2 separate regions of the Sus scrofa genome follow, and region 2 is linked to region 1. A link is a contact called in public HiChIP or PLAC-seq data. All regions are on one chromosome and are shown on one strand. The core of a region is the stretch at or near the end of the contact, and the rest is flanking DNA. Distances in the headings are between cores, read along the strand shown.

Evidence for each region. HiChIP or PLAC-seq counts read pairs in DNA pulled down with a chosen protein or histone mark.
Region 2: a contact with region 1 is called in an H3K27ac HiChIP or PLAC-seq map of alveolar macrophages. The contact joins two enhancer-like sites. A contact is called at or near these places in 1 of 47 Hi-C or Micro-C datasets (embryonic fibroblasts) and 2 of 2 datasets of contacts at active chromatin or transcription factors (alveolar macrophages and skeletal muscle).

The regions. Positions count from the first base shown.
Region 1 is chr13:67,500,884-67,505,928 of Sscrofa11.1, forward strand. It overlaps ATG7 (autophagy related 7), which reads left to right. Exons shown (of 20, transcript NM_001190285.1): 17 at 647-722. Among named protein-coding and RNA genes, the nearest start is that of ATG7, 85 kb to the left of the region's middle. Within about 2 kb of position 3,073, at least 47 of the 83 cell types and tissues checked have an H3K27ac peak or open chromatin away from gene starts, as enhancers often do. A contact at or near this core is called in alveolar macrophages, where this site is marked.
Region 2 is chr13:67,743,988-67,749,032 of Sscrofa11.1, forward strand. The region is part of intron 2 of VGLL4 (transcription cofactor vestigial-like protein 4); the gene reads right to left. Among named protein-coding and RNA genes, the nearest start is that of VGLL4, 130 kb to the right of the region's middle. Within about 2 kb of position 2,849, at least 10 of the 83 cell types and tissues checked have an H3K27ac peak or open chromatin away from gene starts, as enhancers often do. A contact at or near this core is called in alveolar macrophages, where this site is marked.

The DNA of each region.
Region 1 (5,045 bases), core at 1,823-4,322:
TGCCAGACGTTGTACTTGACAATTTCTCTAACTTATTACTAATTCATTCTTCACAACTGTCTTATTTCTATTTCATAGATGATGGACCTGAAGCACAGAGAAATTAAGCAACTTGCCTGTAGTCACAAGCTCTGGTCTTTCTGACTCTAAAACACAGGCTTTTTTTTTGTTGTTTTAAAACTATTCTTCTGCTTCCCCCCTCCCACCCCTGGAAAATTAGGGTTTTTTCCCTAGCTTATGGTGCCTAGCAAGGGGCTTTTCAGTAATCCTTATAAATCTTTTTTTTTTTTTGGTCTTTTCTGTTTTTTTTTTTTTAGGGCTGCACCTGCGGCATATGGAGGTTCACAGGCTAGGGGTCCATTTGGAGCTACAGCTGCCAGCCTACACGAGAGCCACAGCAATGCAGGATCCAAGCCGCATCTGTGACCTATACCACAGCTCACGGCAATACCAGATCCTTAACGCACAGAGCAAGACCAGGGATCGAACCCGCAACCTCATGGTTGCTAGTCGGATTCGTTTCTCCTGCGCCATGCGGGAACTCCTATCCTTATAAATCTTACATAGGCCTCCTCTAGATCATCCTCATAGGAGTTAGGCATAAACTTTCATGAAATGAGCAGCTCTAATTGTTTACTCTTCTCAGGGGCTACGCCATTGCCAGCAGCAGCGACGACCGCATGAATGAGCCTCCGACCTCCCTCGGGCTCGTGCCTCACCAGGTCAGTGGTTGGACGTGAAATCTCAGTTTGGGACCCAATCCCAGTGGTGCCCTGGGAGAGTATTTGGGGTCACTACCATGCTGTCCTCCCAGCCCACTCTTCTTCACCCTACTTATCCTCCAGCTGCTCTGGAATTTCAGTGGGAATTCCTTAGGACCAGCTGGAGGGTATCCCATCCTGCAGGATGGTGACAAGAAGAAATCATGAACAAGCAGCGTGTCCCAAGGTCTTTGGTGCATTTGGCACATTGACTGAGGCCTCATAATGGAGTAGAAAAAAAGAACAGACTTTGGGATCAGCCAGATGGCAGCATAAATCCTAGCCTTGCAGTTATTAAATGCCCTTCCTTGGCCAAGTCACCAAACTTCTCTCAGTTTTCTTGTCTGTAAGGTGGAGGCCAGAATACGGATCTCAGGTGGTCAGTGCCAGGGTTAGAGATGATATGCAGAAAGGTATGTCACAGCTGTCAGTAAATGATGCTGATACTTTTGTTGCTGTTTTTTGTTATTAAGCATTGACTCCTTAGCCAAACAGAACCCTTAATGGCCATGCCTGGGAAGACCATTAGAAGTGTACAGCATCACCAGAAAGAGGGGAATCTTCAGAAAAAGAATCTGAAGCATCATAAGGAAGGTCCATCCCATAGAGACTGAAAGAGAAAAAAAGTGGTGGAGTGAAAATTTTAAATTTGTGTTGCTTTTTCACTAGTTTTGTTTGTTTTGTTTGTTTTGTTTTGTTTCCCCTTTGGTGGTGGTGGTAGGGAGGGTTCCTGGGGTTGTTTTTTTGTTTTGTTTTGTTTTGTTTTTGGTTGTGCTTGTAGCATGTAGAAGTTCTGGGGCCAGGAATTGAACCTGGACCACAGCAGTGACAATGCTGAATCCTTAACTGCTAAGCCACCAGGAAGCTCCTCTTCACCAGTTTTTGTTGCTGTGCTTTTGGGGGGTTCCTGGTCTTGCTCCTTGGCAGTGGTTTCTCTGGGCTCTGTGTGTGTTTGAGTCTATAGCAGGGAGGCTGTCTTGGGAGGGAAGCAGTAAGAGTCCAATTCAGGGACACGTGAGGACAGACTCGCACAGGAGTGCAGAGCTGGGTGAGTCACAGATCACATTTGTCTCTCTCTGCCTCCCCTTGCCTGGCCTGTCATTTTCCACTTGAGGGTCTGACTCAGAAGAAGGGAGATTGCTTGTCCATGGTCACAGAGAGAGGTAGTGAATATGCCGACATCTACACCTAAACCTGGCCCTCTGACCAGTGCTCTCCTGAGGTTTTATGACTGGAAATAGTGCAGCCTGCATATCAGGAGAGCTGACTTTGAATTGCTACTCCTGAGCCGCCCATCATAGACTTGTGTTAGGTCACTGACCCTCCCTCAGCCTCAGTGTCCTATCAGTAAAAGCCGGTGCTTTGCCTTGCGTCCAGAATTGTCTTTGATGAGGCTTTTTGTAAACCAGGAAACACAAGACAAATGTGACTTTTCCAGTGTGTCATTTATTTGAAATGAATGTGTTAATCTCTTCTGCAGAGACATTTCAAGTAGGACCCAGCAGACACTGTCATAACCTCCATCACAGGAGCTGTCCTCCAGAGCCAACCTGTGCAGTTGATGTGCTCATTTGAATCCCTTGCCTCTTCCCCTTTTTGCATGTCTCTCATCTCCTTCCCTCCTTCTGCCCTTGAGATGTGCCCTCCTCTCCTTTACAGATTTCATACAGAGAAGGGCCTTAATTAAATTTTCAGTCATGCCCCTGCACTGGTTTCCTTCTTTAAGTCTTTTATGTTAAATTACTGCAGTTGTAGTTTTCTCAGTGCTGAGGCCAGAGAGCAAATCAGTCCCTTTATAGAAGGGGTTCAGTGTCAAAATGCATGTGCCCATGTTTTTAAAGTACTATGGCAACTAATCCCTGTCATGTTATTTACCCCCATTGAGCCTTGCAACTGTTTGTCATTCACCCGCTCTTCTGGTTCTTTCTCCTCGTTGTTAAGTGTCTGAAGGATTATTTTGGTTGTTGGCCATCTCTTCATTTGGCCTTTTCAAAGGCTGAAGAATAATGCAGCCATATATGGAAAAAGCCCAGTGTGTGTGTGATTACTTGCTTACATTATTTCAAGTTTCAAGCCTTTATTTTTAGCTACTTTCTAAAAACGACAGCAGAGAAAGAACTTTAAAATTAATCAGGGTTGTGTGGTACCTTTTTATAGGCTTTACATTTCTTTTATTTCTCTCTTTTCTGAAATGGAGTGAGTCCATTTATGCGACTGTGTTTTGATTAGCAGGATGTCGTTTCCACAAAAACACTGGGCTGTGTTGCAATGCAGACTCAGCACCTCCCCCCCTCCTCTTCCTGGCTCTCCTGACAAATGACTTCCTGCTGCAGTGGAACTTGGTAAACCCCTTTGTGTGCTTTGTATCCAGAGAGGGGCCTGTGACGCTCCCTGGGCTTTTTTTTTTTTTTTTCCTCACCTGCCCGAAGGACAGTGCTTATTACTTGGCCCCTGTAGAATGAGCCGTGGTAGAATAGTGCTTGTCCTTGGCCGGGGAGTCACATGCCACCCCCACCAGCAACTCCTTTTGTAATGTGGGAAGAGGACCTCAGCCTGTGCTCTCCTCTGCATCAGGCCTGAGGCCTGAGGATGACTTAGTTGCTCTTCTTCCTTTGGGGCCATAGGCAGAATTTGGCCCATCCAGAGATTGGCACATGCAGAAACAGGCTTGATGAGGCCCTGAAATTCAGTGATACTCAGCCTGAAAAGAAAATCTGTTACCGAATTTGAAAACTGTGGGAAAAAACCATTTGAAGGTGAGAAAATAGGCCTCTAGGTTTGTTCTTTTTATAAAAGTCTCTGGCCCAGTGTACGTGAATGGGATTCTGCAAGTGGGCAGTGATGTGTATAAGCCACTTTCTCTCTATAAAGGGAATATCTTTTTTTTTTTTGTCTTTTTGCCATTTTCTTGGGCCGCTCTTGCGGCATATGGAGGTTCCCAGGCTAGGGGTCAATCGGAGCTGTAGCCACCAGCCTACGCCAGAGCCACAGCAATGCTGGATCCTAGCCGAGCCTCATCTGCAACCTACACCACAGCTCACGGCAACGCCGGATCGTTAACCCACTGAGCAAGGGCAGGGATCGAACCCACAACCTCATGGTTCCTAGTCGGATTCGTTAACCACTGCGCCACGACGGGAACTTCGGGAATATCTTTAATTTGCCATTTTTATCTGTATATAAAACACAGAAAATCACACTTAAATCATTAAGTATATATCTTGGATTATCACAAAATGAACACCATTCACCTGCCTGGCACACAGATCAAAATGAAATGTTATTGAGCCTCCCCGCTGCCCCCCTCATGGTTCCACTTATCATCACCTCCTTCCCACACAGAGGCAAGCTTCTCCTCACTCTGAACACCTTGAGAGAAAAGTAGAGAATACTTTTTCATTGTAAATCTTAGCATGCTATTTTTTTCTCTGCTGCTAACAAGTGGGATCTTTTATTGACAGTCAGACAGACAGAAAGAAGAAAGAAAAGGAAGAAAGTAAGTGGTCTTTTCCTGGTTCCTGGGATGGTGCTGAGTTCTGTGAGGCCAGCCAGACCCCTTTTCTGGCTTTTTGTAGAGGCCACTCCTGGCATCTCCAGGAGGTTGGTGTGCAGGCTGATGAGAGACCCTGAATGGGGCACAAATTAGCAGGCAGTAGAGCTGCTGATCATCAGAGAATGCAAATCACGTCCATTTAGTAGCTGTCCAAACAGCACGGTCTTGAGGTTAGTGGTCCTGCTTTTATCTCCCCCAGGTAGTTCACCTTTTCTGTCTTTGGGTGAATGTACTCTTGGTCCTCAAGTCCTAGTGAATGAAGATTTGAATGCGCATGCTCCTCCTAGTGGTTGGGACTTGCCAACTCCTGCTTCTGTCGGGCTCCTGTGTTCTTCATTTGTGTTACTTTTGGAAGAATAGAACAAAGCCCAAACTGGGGCAGGACCTGGGGAGGGAGCAGCCCAGGAACTCTCCACGTGGAACAGCAGCTATGGTCTCTTGCCATGCCTTGGCCTGCTCTTTATTTGGCCTGTCTGCAGAGGCTCTGCCCCGGAGTCCTCAGGCCATTCGCCTTTAATAAGGTTTCCATTGGGCCCAGAGGCTTATCTCTTGTGCCTCTAGGGATGTGGGTGGACTGACTGTTGAGGAAGGAGGTTAAGAAGACAAGCCACAAGAGCCAATTTCCTGAGGTAGAGCCCTAGAAAAGGACCCTCCTTCCCCCTCCGATTCCATCACCCTCAAATTGATGGCCCCAGAAATGTCAGGAAAAACAGTTCCAATATCTGCTGTCT
Region 2 (5,045 bases), core at 1,599-4,098, 240 kb after region 1:
TCCACGACTCTGTAATGAGCCCCCTTTCCCATCCCCCCTTGGGGTGCAACACAAAGTACCTTTCCCACTATCACTTGAGACTCATGGCTCTAAACTTGCAGAGCCCAAGCGTATGTTTTGAGCTGAACCTCAGCCAAAGGTCACACTTGTCCAGTCAATCAGGGGTGAGAGTGGGGTCTATGCTAGACCTCTGACTGAGCTTGGCTGGAGTAGCACTCGTCTTTTCTTTAGAGCAACAGTGAGACTGTTGAGAAAAAGAGAGGAAGAAAAAGAAAAAAAACCACAACCTGTGTGACTGCTAATAATAATTAAGGCTAACAACATCAGAGTAAAACTTGGAGAGTTGAAAATATACCATTTTAATTAGAATTTCAACTACTCCAAACAATCCATAGACATTCACTTTGTCAGAGCCTTCTTGTTTCTTGTATTAGTCTATTTTACCTTAAAAGCATTTAAAAATATGAGAAGTTATTCTGGGTTGACTATAATCCTGTAAGGAAAGTGGGGAGGAATAACTCCCATCCTACAGCCAAGGAAATTAATGTTTCAGGATGGGTGAATAGCTCAAGTCACAAAGCTGATTAAGAGAAGGGCTGGAAGAAGAAAGCTGGCATTTAGATTTCCCAATTTTCAAAATCTTTCTAGCTGTGCAGGAGTGCTTCACAAGTTAAAGGAAAAGAAGTGGGAGGAAGACAACTGAAGGCAGGAAATGGGAGAAAGAGTCAAAAGGAATGAAGGGATAAAGGGTGAGGGCAGGAAGGGAGTCTTATGAGCTGAACTGTATCCCCCAAATTCCTGTGTTTCAGTTTTAACCCAAATACTCAGAATGTGACTGTATGTGAGATAGGGTCAAATGGGTGGGCCCCAATACAATAAGAGGAGTGTTCTTTTTTTTTTTTTTCTTTTTCTTTTTATGTTTGCACTCATGGCATATGGAAGTTCCCAAGATAGGAGTTGAATTGTAGCTGCAGCTGCTTGTCTACACCACAGCCACAGCAATGCCAGATCCAGGCCACATCTGCAACCTATGCCACAGCTTGCAGCAAGGCTGGATCCTTAACCCACTGAGCAAGGCCAGGGATCAAACCCACATCCCCATGGATACTAGTCAGGTCTTAATCTGCTGAGCCACGACAGGAACTCCCAAGACCAGTGTTTTTATAAGAGATTAGGACACGGACACAGACACACACAGACACACACAAACACACACAGAGGAAAGACCATGTGAACATGAAGACGGATATCTACAGGCAAAGGGGAGGCATCTCAGGAGAACACAACCCTGATGGCACCTTGATCTCGAAGTCCAGCCTCCAGAACCATGAGAGAGTGGATGTCTGCTGTGCAGGCCCCCCAGCCTGGGGTACTCTGTTCCAGCAGCCCAAGCTAACTAACAAGCAAGGAAGGAGAGGATGGAAGAGGCAAGGACACGGCTGAAACATGGGTCTTATGCAAAGAATAAAGTGCTTCACTTTGGGACCAAATCGCTTCCACCACTTGGTCTATCCTGAGTAACCTAACCTAGTGGGATGAGCTGAGGTGGAAGCAATCTAACGTCTGGAAGCCATGTCTGGATTAGAGCACATCTGCTCCCAGGAGGGGAGCAGACCAATGGGCTGGCATAGAGAGCAAGTGGACTTCTTGACTCAGTACCAGGAAAAGTGTAGAGACTCAAGTTGTGCCTCAGCACAAGGACGAGAGACCAGGGATCTCTCTGAAAAGCACTGGTAAATGGGAAGGTCTCAGAGACAGATGAGGGTCTCACCCAGATTGCACCCAGACAGTGCCAATGCTGCCAGTGTAAACAATCCCTAATGGTTTTAAACATCTGTAATTCTCTGAAGGCAAGAGGAAATGGGGTAAAAAAGTAATCCCAAAGAAATGGTAAGATGTCTACAATCCCCAATTTCCTTTCTATAGACACACATTAAGATATTTTAGTAAACTAAAGAGAAAGGTTAATCTGATATTGAAAAGCACTAACAATATTTTAAAGTAAGTTAAAAATTGTTATATTCGGAGTTCCCATCGTGGCTCAGTGGTTAATGAATCCGACTAGGAACCATAAGGTTGTGGGTTTGATCCCTGGCCTTGCTCAGTGGGTTAAGGAACCGGTGTTGCCATGAGCTGTGGTGTAGGTTGCAGACGCAGCTTGGATCCCGCATTGCTATGGCTCTGGCATAGGCCAGCAGCTACAGCTCCAATTAGACCCCTAGCCTGGGAACCTCCATATGCCGCAGGAGCGGCCTTAGAAAAGGCAAAAAGACAAAAAAATAAAATAAATTTAAAAAGTTATATTCACATCCATATGTTGCTATTCATTAAATTATCAAGTTCTGTATCATTTAAAATAACTGTGTCGTGCTATGGGTCAAAAAAAAAAAAGTCTATGCAATCTCACCCTACTGAATTCACTTTATAACTAAACTGTTTCTTCATAGATTATGTAGTACTAACCTGGGTGAAATGATCACAAAGTAAGAGGACTCAAAGTAATTTACTAAACATATCATCTATGGATATATAGCATCTCATCTTAAAAAAAAATTTAGGTACCTAATGGCAACATAATTAAATTGAAGATGCACAAATCTCAGTGTTAGGTTGTGTTGTGGATTCTTAAGTCATAATCGGGATTCATAAAGATTGAACACCTCTTTGCATCCTTGGTTTCCTGAAGCAGACCTAGGAAGCACATCAGCTTCTGTTCTAGGTCTTCTAAGGCCACAGCCTGCAGCTCTGATCAGAGCTTCAGGGGGTACAGAGTAAATCAGGGAATCTGAGTCTCAAAGAACAAGCCCTGCTTTTACTGTACTGTGTCTGCCTGGATATTGGGACATGGGTACAATGAGTCACACATCCTTACATGTCCGTCTGAGGCCCCAGCACTGACACGTGATCGTGAACTCCAAGGAGATAAGAGCATTTTAAGAACCTTGGATGTCAAGGGCAGAGAACCCTCCTTAGTGGAAAAGACTTTCTAAGCCTGCCAGAAATTCTTTGCTGTGTTTACACACAAATCTACTTTTGCAACATGTTACTGTTAATAAGAAAGAGTAGAATTATGAAAGCAAAGTGTTTGCAGATGGTATTGGAATCAGGCACTTTGCTGGAGGCTCAACTTTCTTTCTAGTAGAGTTTATAAATGCTTAGAAGGACTTGCTGAATGAGGCAAAGCAACGAGCCTGCACTAACTTCTTCAATAGGAATGCCACCTCCTAGGGGATCCAGCAGCCATGAAGTAGAGGAATTAAGCAGGTGGGGAGTGCAGGAGATGGTCTCACCTCTTCAAAATATAAGTGGGTAAAAATAGCCAAAGAAACGCTCTCTTCCAGTCCTTTGGCATGAAGTAGGTTAAATATCTAAGGTAAGAGGCTAGAATCTGCATTTTCTACACATTCTTTCATTGACAGGATACTGACTAGGCCAGGGGCCCTGAAAGCACTGAACCTTAGAATCAGTCACTGACTGTTGGAGGAGGGAAAAAAGAGAGTATTTGGGGAGCGGAAGGAGAGATTAGAAAATTAAACCTTCCCTCCTTTGACTTCCCCTAACACTGAATCTCTGGAGTGGACATCTCACAACTGGCTCCTTTCTGTAATTCTGGCATGTGGGCAGAGTGTGGCCCTGTAACTTATTTCCATGTCTTGACCACACCAGCCTGGAGCAGAGGAATGTGGTGGGCTTTGGAATCAGTGGTGTGATCCTCATCTCTCTCGAGCCTCTATTGCTTCAGCTACCTGGAGGGATTTGTGTGATTATCAGGGAAAACTCACAGGGAAGTCCCAGCCCTCAACAGGCCATTTATTACTACACTATCTGTTGAGTTCCATCCTTTGACAAACTCCCATTTAGAGGATGAGACAATGGGGACAAAAGACCATCTCCACTGTTACTCCCACGGTTCACGAGAGGTGAGCACACATACAGTTTCCACCAGCAAATCAAAGATGGGACACAGGGCCAAGGAGCACGGGTCAGTGAGCCTTGCATAACTGCTCCACAGGGAACAGCCGGTGATCTTGGGGCAGCTCCCTGACTTTCTGGGACTGTTTCCACCTGTGTGAATGTGACCGTGTGAATCCTCGCAGAGGCCCTGATCTAGTTCAAGGATCAAAGGGTGCGGGGTCAACTAGCACCCCTCCCCCATGCAGACTCTCCATTCCTTGGCTTCTTTCCAACACATTTCTCCCCAGGAGAAGGCCTTCAGAATTCCTCTGGACCCATTCGGTCATCTCCATTTTCAAAACCCAACCCAAAGGCAGCCGCCGCCTCCGCCCCCGCCCCAGGAGTGCCCTTTTTGATGCTGGTAGGTTGAGACCAAGGACAGAGCCTGCCCTTCTCCAGCTCCAAAACTACCAGAGTTCTCTTGAGGCACAGCAGGCGAAGGACCCAGCATTGTTGTTGCTGTGGTGCAGGTTTGATCCCCAAGGGCACGGCCACAGACACACAAAACCAACAACTACAGATTTTTGAGCAAAAACCATGGTGTTTGCTACTGCCCATCAAGAGAGAAAAAGGCAATCTTGTTCTCTGCAGAATATCCTAAGGGATAAGATGAGGCTCCCAGGAAATGATTCCAAATTCATATACAGACTGGCATAGGGACGCCTGAAGGCCATGGACAGGCCAGACTCCCCTAAACACAAAATCTATCAGCTCCAAACCCCTGATGGAGTGAAAGCTGGCAGGGAGCTGGGACACGACAAACATCCCAAGCCCAGTATCTCAGAGGGCCAGGCCTTTCTGCTGCCCCACAGAGAGGCAGAAACTCACTGCACTGTTACCTTTCGCTGCTCAATAGGCTGGTATCAGACACCACAGAGTGAATTCTCCAAGGAGTAAAACAGGACACAAAGTTCAAAGAGTCTACAACACCAAGAGGGAAATAGCATTGAGAACACAGGCATGCACATAATTCAAGCACCTCATCACTGTGAAGACTGGCCAAACCAGCAATTTAAAGCGAGATTGTGTAATCTTTATCACTGAAAGAGCCAAGTATCCAAGTACATAATTTTACCTTTTCCAACTCTTCA